3 separate regions of the Gossypium raimondii genome follow, and regions 1 and 3 are each linked to region 2. Evidence: chromatin contacts called from public Hi-C data. All regions are on one chromosome and are shown on one strand. Each heading gives the region's core, a stretch centred on a gene start, on an enhancer-like site or on the middle of the called end of the contact. The rest is flanking DNA. Distances are from core to core; before and after follow the strand shown. Region 1 holds the start of LOC105763590 (asparagine synthetase [glutamine-hydrolyzing] 3). Region 2 overlaps LOC105763598. Region 3 overlaps LOC105763606 (auxin response factor 6).

Region 1 (2,777 bases), core at 161-2,660, 210 kb before region 2:
CATGAAACAGACACCTAATTAGCCTAATAACTAACTAGATTCTAGCTATACATTATACATCTGAATAAAACCAGTGTAAAGAAGGAAAAACTGCATACCGTCAAGGCCCCATCCAATATAAAGTGGGGTAATTCCTATAGCATCTCGAGCTGCAATGAAACTTTTGTCACGAGTGTCAAGAAGGACAAATGAGAACATTCCATCCAGCATGTCCACAAAATCTTCTCCATATTCTTCATACTAGAAAAAGAAGTCAAATTGGTACATTAACGAAAATGAGACTTTGAAATGTGAAAACCGCGCAACAAAGGAAAATGCTTTAATAATGGAATAATATCCAACCTCTTAAGAACTTACAAGATGAGCAATTACTTCACAGTCACTTCCAGTTCTAAACTGATGGGAGTTCAGCTTTTCTCTCAATTGCTTATGGTTATATATCTCTCCATTAACCTATAATCATCAACCAAACATGAAAGTAAAACTAAACATCGCATTCTATCAATGATTCCATGTGATGGTCAAATTTGCTACTTATTTTTTCCCTTATTTACGGAGTAAAAAATAATAGGTAATAAATATACGAATGACTGAAATCATACATTTACTTTTCTATGTGAAAATGCAAAACCAATTTAACATAATGCATGCATTTTGTTTTAATTAATATGTAAATATAATCTTAAATTTAATTATTGAACAATATTATTCACTTTTATATCCAAAAACAAACATTTCACGCTAAAAACAAATAGAAAAATATTATAAAACTAAAATAAAAAGATTATTTTATTTTCATGATTATTGTACCAACCATTATCAATGTCTCGACGAAAAAAGAAAGAAAGTATACCGTGACAACAACAGTCTTATCCTCGTTATAAAGGGGCTGATCGCCTGAAGTCGGATCTACAATAGCTAAACGCTGATGAGAAAGGTAACAATTTTGATGGCAATGTAGTCCACTCCAATCAGGACCTCTATGCCTCAATCTACGCTCTCCATTTCAATCAAAATCAACGATCATTTTCATCTAAAATAAAAATAAAAAGTGCTAAAATCTAAATTCTCAAAATCACCTTCGAGACAGTTCAATAATGCGGGAGCGTTTAGCTTGAGAGTTGTCAATGCAGCCAAGGACTGCAAGTATTCCACACATGCTGCTGCCTGGGTTTTGGAATGGAAGGCCCTGTGGAGGCTGCTGAGAGAGGAACCTGAAGTAAAATCGAGTGGATTTTGTGATTTAAATAATGCACCCTATTTCAATCACAGCCGTTGATTTTGACTAGCTTTTTGCTTAGATTCCCCTTTCCGCCATTTACCAAATCCATAGTGTGTTCACAGATATAAATTCTTTATTAGGGTTTTGGAATTTTGAGGAATTTTTTTATTTTATCGTTTTTTTAAATAGATTCTCGATGGTGGTGAGGTCACTCGCTCGTTGGGAAATTGGGATATTTTTTTAATAGATACTTTTCAAATTATCAGCTGCTACGTAGAGTATTTTCTGTTTGGTGCACTTCAGATCTTCGCCGTCCGAATTTTCAATGAGTGGGTCTCTCTTAAGTTGTAATGTGTAGGATCGTAACCTGGAGCAAGTTCACTACTTTTCTCTTGCTAATAACGTTGTAGACATTCAAATAATAATTTAAAAAAGAAAGCTAATAACGTTGTCAGTCAAATTAAAAATTCAACACCGTGGAAGATTCAAAAATGGAATCTCTCTTTTTGACAAAAATAATTAAAAGCCTTTTTTTTTAATTTATCGAAATAGGCGCGGTATTTTATTATTTATCGGAATGGTCCTTTTTCCCGAAAGCGCGTCCATATCAGCACAATGTCAAGGGACGTGGCAGAAAATCGCGTCCCTGAGGGCGCGCTTTACTTACGTGGACGGAAATCGCTCCCTCAAGGCACGTTTTGTTGTCACGTAAGCGCTCCCTTGGGGACGCGTTTTGCCCGTTTCTCCCCACGTTAGGTTTTGGGTTTTTAGGGTTAGGGTTAGGGTTTAAGGTTTTTAAGATTTTTAGGGTTTTGGAGAAAAAAATTAAACAAATAAGGGATTAGGGTTTAAGGTTTCTTAATTAAATTAATTATAATTTTTTCAAAATTGGATTAGGTTTCGTGTTTATGGGTTTTTAAGAAATAATCAATTAAATTAGGGTTTAGGGTTACGTGAGTAATTAAATCAAAAATTTGTTAAGGAAATCGCTCCCACGTGGACGCGCTTTTACTACAGTAGGTCCTGAAAAAATAATTTTGAGTTGACGTTTTTGAGCAAATAGTATAAAAAAACGCTTCAAGCAGTATGCTTTATCAGAAGAATTTCTGAAATCGCTCACACGTTGACACGCTTTTACTACAGTAGGTCTTGAAAAAATAATTTTGAGTTGACGTTTCTCAACAAATAGTATAAAAAAACGCTTGAAGTAGGATGTTTTATCAGAAGAATTTCTAAAATCGCTCCCACGTGGACGCGCTTTTGCTACAGTAGGTCCTGAAAAAATAATTTCGAGTTGATGTTTCTGAGCAAATAGTATAAAAACGCTTCAAACAGGATGAGCGGGAGCCTTGAGCACCGAAGCTAAAGTTGGGCCCCTGTTGGTGCGGGAGCGTTGGGTAAAAAAAGTGTCCCCATTTCAGACAAATGAATGTCACCTGGTAGCGCATTGACCAAGTTTTTTTAGCTCTTTAGGGAGGAGGTGATATTGAGCGAGTAGGGGTTGTCCAGGGCACGGCCCACGCCCACCGTATGCCCGGACGTCGGTGCCCCCCCA
Region 2 (2,941 bases), core at 382-2,881:
CTCAAGACATGGTGAACATGTCCTGATACAGGGTTAGCTTAGTATTGAGACATGAACTTCATGGTCTTGAGACAGAACATCGAGTGTAAGGGTCTGAAATAGGGGAAGCATGTCTTAATACTCAACCTTCATGTCTCGAGACATCTAGTTGTACTTTGATAGCTGAGTTTGGATTCGAGTCTTGATTTTGAATTGGACCCCGAATAACCTTGAGACATGTTAGTTGGGTCCTTGAACATCTATTACATATGCTTATAATTATGAGTTGTGATTGTTTCCAAATTATGATAAATATATGTTATTTAGTTAGGAAATGTTTCAAGTAAGTGGCTCCTACAATCTGATGTAGTTGTTAAAAAAAAACTAGTTTGAAAACAGTTTTGCCACAACGAAAAATTACAATTTTGAAACATGAGTCAGTTTATGATATTTATAGCAATAAAGTTTTCCCGAAAAATATCCGTGCTTTGTGCGAGATGGATCCTAGACATTTCTAACTTTCAATCGAATGACCTTCTCCACCATTCTCTACCACAAATCACTTCGGGTGTGGGCTCGAACAATCACAAATCAAACACAGAACTAGAAACAATTTCTTACTTTCAATAGAAAAATAATTCTCTCAATAGAAACCAGTAGAACTGTTATTCCCAGAAAATTGAATTTATACTTAGAAAATAAAGTCTCACTATTTTCGGGCAGAATAACAATATCTCAAAGTTGTCTTTTTATCTCTACTAGTGTGATCTTTTTATAAGGAGAGATAGAAGAAGTCTGGTTGAATTGGTAGAACAGAAATAAAACTTATTTGATAGAGAAACTAGTTTCCTAGTTTAACTAGGAGAAGAGTTTGGGGTCGCACTTATATTGAGTCAAATTATATATGCTTTCTGGACTTTTAACCCAACACTTTATAATTTAATCCAACTCAATATCTGTTTTTATTTTCTTAAATAATTATTATTTATTAAATTGATTTAAATTAATTAATTTTCCAATTAAATAATTTTCTCAACCCAATTCTAATTTCGTTAAAGTAATGACAATTTTACCATAAAAGAATATGTGATAAAATATATTTAATTTTTCATATTCAATGGATTCATATTGACCAATTAATTTAATTCTATTTTAAAATTTAATTATTTAATTAAATAATAATTTGAAAAACTTAAATTAATTCTCAAAGTCATTTGTATGCTTAGTGAAAAACACATTCATTTCGAATGTAACCCATTTATCTAACTTTATCATTTCCGTCCATTTTCATTTCTTTTGCTCTTTATGCAATTAATTTCGATTTCAATGAACTATTAGAGGACCTGATTAGACATGTATAATTAAGAATCAAATATTTTATAATTAAGTTCTAACTTTTCTCTATTAATAATAAATTTATTTACTCACGAAATCATTCTAGTATAATATCTTGACTAACTCTTCTTAATTACATATCATTATGAATTTTACTCAATCAGTAATCATCCAATTATGTTTTGAACTTACTTTGCAGATTCAACCAATTTGTCTCATACCTTTTGTCTCTCGCTTACCATAGGACGGCTATAGACGCACGATAACCTAAAACACCGTCTAAGCTCATCCACACAAAAAAGGGAAATATTAGTATCAACATAGAAAAAAATTATTACAAGATAAAGGGGATTTCCACATTACATGGTACCTCCACTTTTCCCCATGCAGTCTGTACCCACAGCACCTAGAAAACCCATCATAACTCTAATTTTTTCTTACAAAAACTAACATTATCTTAGCCTCCATTAGATAACTTATCATTACTTTTACGGGTCATTATTACGCAATGATGATGGGGGCGAACCTAGGCCCCTAACAACAGGGCATACGGGAATGTTTGTGCTCACTACTTAAAATACAGTTGGTTGTGATGAATTAATCCTTGCCACTCTTAAAAGTAATGAATTAATTCGCTCTCACGTGTCTGAGTTTTAACAACAGGAATAATATTGACAATATATAGCTTTTGCCAGGCCATTTAAAAAATAAAATAAAATAAATTGAATCTCAACCAAGGATAGTTACAAAAGAGGAAAAACAAAACAAAACGTTTCCTTAGAACTCCGGTCCTCCAGCATGAAATGGAAATTAAGTACCACCTCCAGAGGTCCCTGAAGACTCGGCCACATTTTCCAGTCTCAATGTCATGGCAACTTCTTCGATCATTTTACCTCTATCAGCTGACCCAGATCCGTCCACGGCTCTGTTAAGCCTTTTCACCCAAATATCATAATCAACAGGGTATGGTGTTCCACAAAGGCTATCCACATAATCACTAAAGGCCTTAAGTAAAGGCGAAACTTCACCAAGATGCTGCTGAATCGATCGTGTTGCCCAGCTTTTCTCCCTCCATTGCAAAGCTGATTCAATAGAATCCTGTGGATGCATTCTGCCCCCTGTCACAAAGAATAGGAGGTACACAAGGCTCTCAGCATCAGATGCAGGACAGAGTTTACCATGCTGAAGTGCATGAGAGGACGAGAACTGCAAATTTATTGCTGGGCTGTCCCTGTCTTCCAGAACTGCACGCCCCCAAGAAACTGGGATATACAGAACTTTGTGTCTAGTACCTTGCATGTTGAAAACACGGATTATATTTTCAGGGGAAATATCACCATGCTGAACACTGGCTGTTGCTGCACTTCTTAGAGCAACTAGGCAGTCCCGGCAGCAGCGTAATGCATCATCAGAGGAAAATGGGCCGTCCCTAGCAACTATATATGAAAGTGGTTCGCCAACTGGTAACGTGACAAGAATTGGAGTTCCGCACCAAGGATGATCGCATCGCCCACTAGGACTCTGCTTTTTGCAAGGACCAGGATGCAAAATTCGGCCAGAGGCAATTACTTCAGGTAAATATTTGCTTGAAACCCCTTGATGCTTCAATATGTTTAGTACCTTTGTT
Region 3 (2,700 bases), core at 184-2,683, 210 kb after region 2:
TTGAAGCTTTGAAGGCAATGGGCCCAACAAAAGCATCAATGGGAGATGGCTTCCAACCTTGTTTTTTTTCAAAAATACTAGCACAAAATTGGACGGGATGTTTGCGCATTTTGTCTTAACATACTTAATGGTGGTAAGCCTCTGGAGACTATTAATATAACTAATGTAATGCTTATCCCAAAATAGATCATCCTACGAATTTAAAGAATTTCAAACCTATAAGCCTTTGCATGGTGTTGTATAAAGTTATTGCGAAAATCATTGTAAATAGACTATAAAAGGTGCTTGAGACTTGCATTGACAAAACAGAAAGCGCTTTTATGCCTGGCAAACTAATTACAAATAATGTGCTCCTAACTCACTAAGTTTTACATGCTTTTAAACAAAAGAAGACAAAGAGAACAGGCTACTTGACTTTTAAGTTGGATATGAGCAAAGCTTGCGGTCGAGTGGAATGGCTGTTTATTTAAAGTATGATGTTGAAAATGGGATTGACGAGGCCTTGGGTGGAATTCATAATGCAATGTATCAACTCAGTATCATACTCATTCATTTTGAATAGCGAATTCGATAAAAACTTTAAGCCAACTAAGGGATGGAGACAAGGAGACCCATTGAGTCCATATTTGTTTTTATTTTGTAGCGAAAGGCTTTCAACCCTAATGAGAAAAACATGGCAAGACGAATTGCCGAAGGGTGCACAAGTGTGCCAAAAGGGACCTCAAATATCTCATATGATGTTTGCAAATGATTGCTTTTTATTCTAGGCGAGCAATAAAGGAGCAAACATTATCAAAAACATTCTTAGTGAATATGAACCAAGTTCAAGATAGTGTATCAACTTTGACAAATCTACTATTTTATTATTCGAATGTATTGGATTAGGATAAACTAATTGTTTCTCAAACACTTAATGTTAGGGTGTCACTGGATCCAAAAAAATATTTGAGCTTGCCAGCCATAGTGGGGAAAGGCAAACGACAGGTTTTTCAGGCCTTGAAGAACCGAATGAGAAAGAAGATAAGTGGTTGGAGTATTAGGCACCTCTCACGAGGTAAGAAAGTTTTCATAAAAGCCATTTTGCGATCCCTACGTATTTTATGTTACCGAATTCACTATGCACGGAACTGGAGAGTATTATTGAGACCATTTGGTGGAAAAAAACGTCACAGTAAATTAGGGACTCACTAGTGTAAATAGAGGCACTTGTGCGAACTTAAAGAAAACGGATGTATGGGTTTTAGATGTTTAGCAAAGTTTAATTTGGCATTACTTGCGAAGTAGGGGTGGCATCTGATTTGCTATTCGAATTTGTTGCTCGCTCGATCATTAAAAGCTAAATATTTTCCAGATACGAAATTTCTAAGTTTGAGTTTAGGGAATCTATCTTCGTATACTTAGAAAAGTGTGTGGGCAGCTAAGGGCCTTCTTGCGACGGGTTGTGCTGGAAAATAGGCAAGGGCACTGCAGTAAGGGAAGATGCCTTGATACCTGGGAGTGTAGATTACAAAATTTAGAATGGAGTTAGTAATCTAGACATTCAAACAGTGGCAGATTTGATAGACCCAACTACAAGAAAATGGAGAGAATTGTTAGTTTGGACTACCTTTGATGAGAAGGATGCACAGAGGATTTTGTGTATTTCCTTGGCAAAAGTTCCCCAGGAAGACCACCTTGTACGGTAAGGAGAGACGATCGGCGAATACACTGTTCGTAGTGCTTACAGAATACTCTTACAAGGAATACAAGGAGCTAATCCTACTCTGAATCGACAAACCCATTCCTCGCTTTACAAAAAATTATGGCTACTGGAATTGCCCAACAAAATCAAAATAACAAACTGGAGAACATCCCAAAACTTTTGGCCTATTTTTGCTAATCTACATTATAGAAGACTAACTGGATCTGCAGGCTGCCCAAAATGTGCGGATGGTGTCGAAACGGTGGAGCACGTTTTCCGGGATTGTCAGAAAGCAAAAGAGATCTGGCAGGCGTTGGCATCAGATATGAGCTTCAAAGACTGGATGCCCCATTTTTTTGAAACTAATTCCAGACACCAATGTAGAATCTTTGGTGGCGCAATTTGGGCGATTTGAACTGGGAGGAACAAGCTTCTGCTCGAGGGCAAGCAGAAAACAGCATTAGAGGTGGCAAACTTTGTAAGAGATTATCTGAAAGAATTAGATGGGATGAGTCAGAAAACCCCTGTCAAGACAGGAGAGCCAATACGGTGGAAGCCACTGAGCGGGCAGGCTGTAAAGATTAATTTTGATGTGGCTTTCAGTAAGCATAGAAACAGATCGTGGTGCTCAGGAAATGTTATTAGAGAGTCAAACGGTGCGGTGCTCTCAAAGGCCGAATATTGATCATTTATTTAATAAAAATCCAGCCGTGTTTTAGGACTGATTTCATGAAAATAAAAATGATTTGTTATTTTAATATTCAAAAAATTTTAGTCAATTAAAAATAGGTTTCTTTTTCCTAAAAACATAAAAATCCGTCTAATATTAATTAAACATTTAGAACAGTAAATACAAAAGGTGGCATGGATGAAATAATAGTGTCATAACATCTGTGATGCTATAAAATTACTGACGGCTAACAATATTGCTGATAACATGATGCAATTATCCCGAATTCAACCTTGTTCTCTTTTAAGTACTATAATAATGCAAAGCTACAGAAATTTCCTATTATAAT

What was found. A called contact is a pair of places that touch in the nucleus more often than the background predicts.
Region 1: a Hi-C map of leaf shows a contact between it and region 2, with 2.7 times the contacts expected there. The contact joins the promoter of LOC105763590 here to the enhancer-like site in region 2. A contact is called at or near these places in 2 of 2 Hi-C or Micro-C datasets (both in leaf).
Region 3: a Hi-C map of leaf shows a contact between it and region 2, with 1.6 times the contacts expected there. The contact joins two enhancer-like sites. A contact is called at or near these places in 2 of 2 Hi-C or Micro-C datasets (both in leaf).

The regions. Positions count from the first base shown.
Region 1 is chr12:26,685,419-26,688,195 of ASM2569854v1, forward strand. LOC105763590 (asparagine synthetase [glutamine-hydrolyzing] 3) reads right to left here and starts at 1,411. Exons shown (of 14, transcript XM_012581847.2): 1 at 1,080-1,411; 2 at 854-992; 3 at 358-453; 4 at 99-240. The coding sequence starts at 1,159.
Region 2 is chr12:26,893,495-26,896,435 of ASM2569854v1, forward strand. LOC105763598 reads right to left here. Exons shown (of 5, transcript XM_012581857.2): 5 at 1,902-2,941. The coding sequence ends at 2,125. Among protein-coding and RNA genes, the nearest start is that of LOC128035687, 17 kb to the left of the region's middle. Within about 2 kb of position 1,632, the one cell type or tissue checked has open chromatin away from gene starts, as enhancers often do. A contact at or near this core is called in leaf, where this site is marked.
Region 3 is chr12:27,107,123-27,109,822 of ASM2569854v1, forward strand. LOC105763606 (auxin response factor 6) reads right to left here. Exons shown (of 14, transcript XM_012581871.2): 14 at 2,533-2,700. Among protein-coding and RNA genes, the nearest start is that of LOC105763606, 11 kb to the right of the region's middle. Within about 2 kb of position 1,434, the one cell type or tissue checked has open chromatin away from gene starts, as enhancers often do. A contact at or near this core is called in leaf, where this site is marked.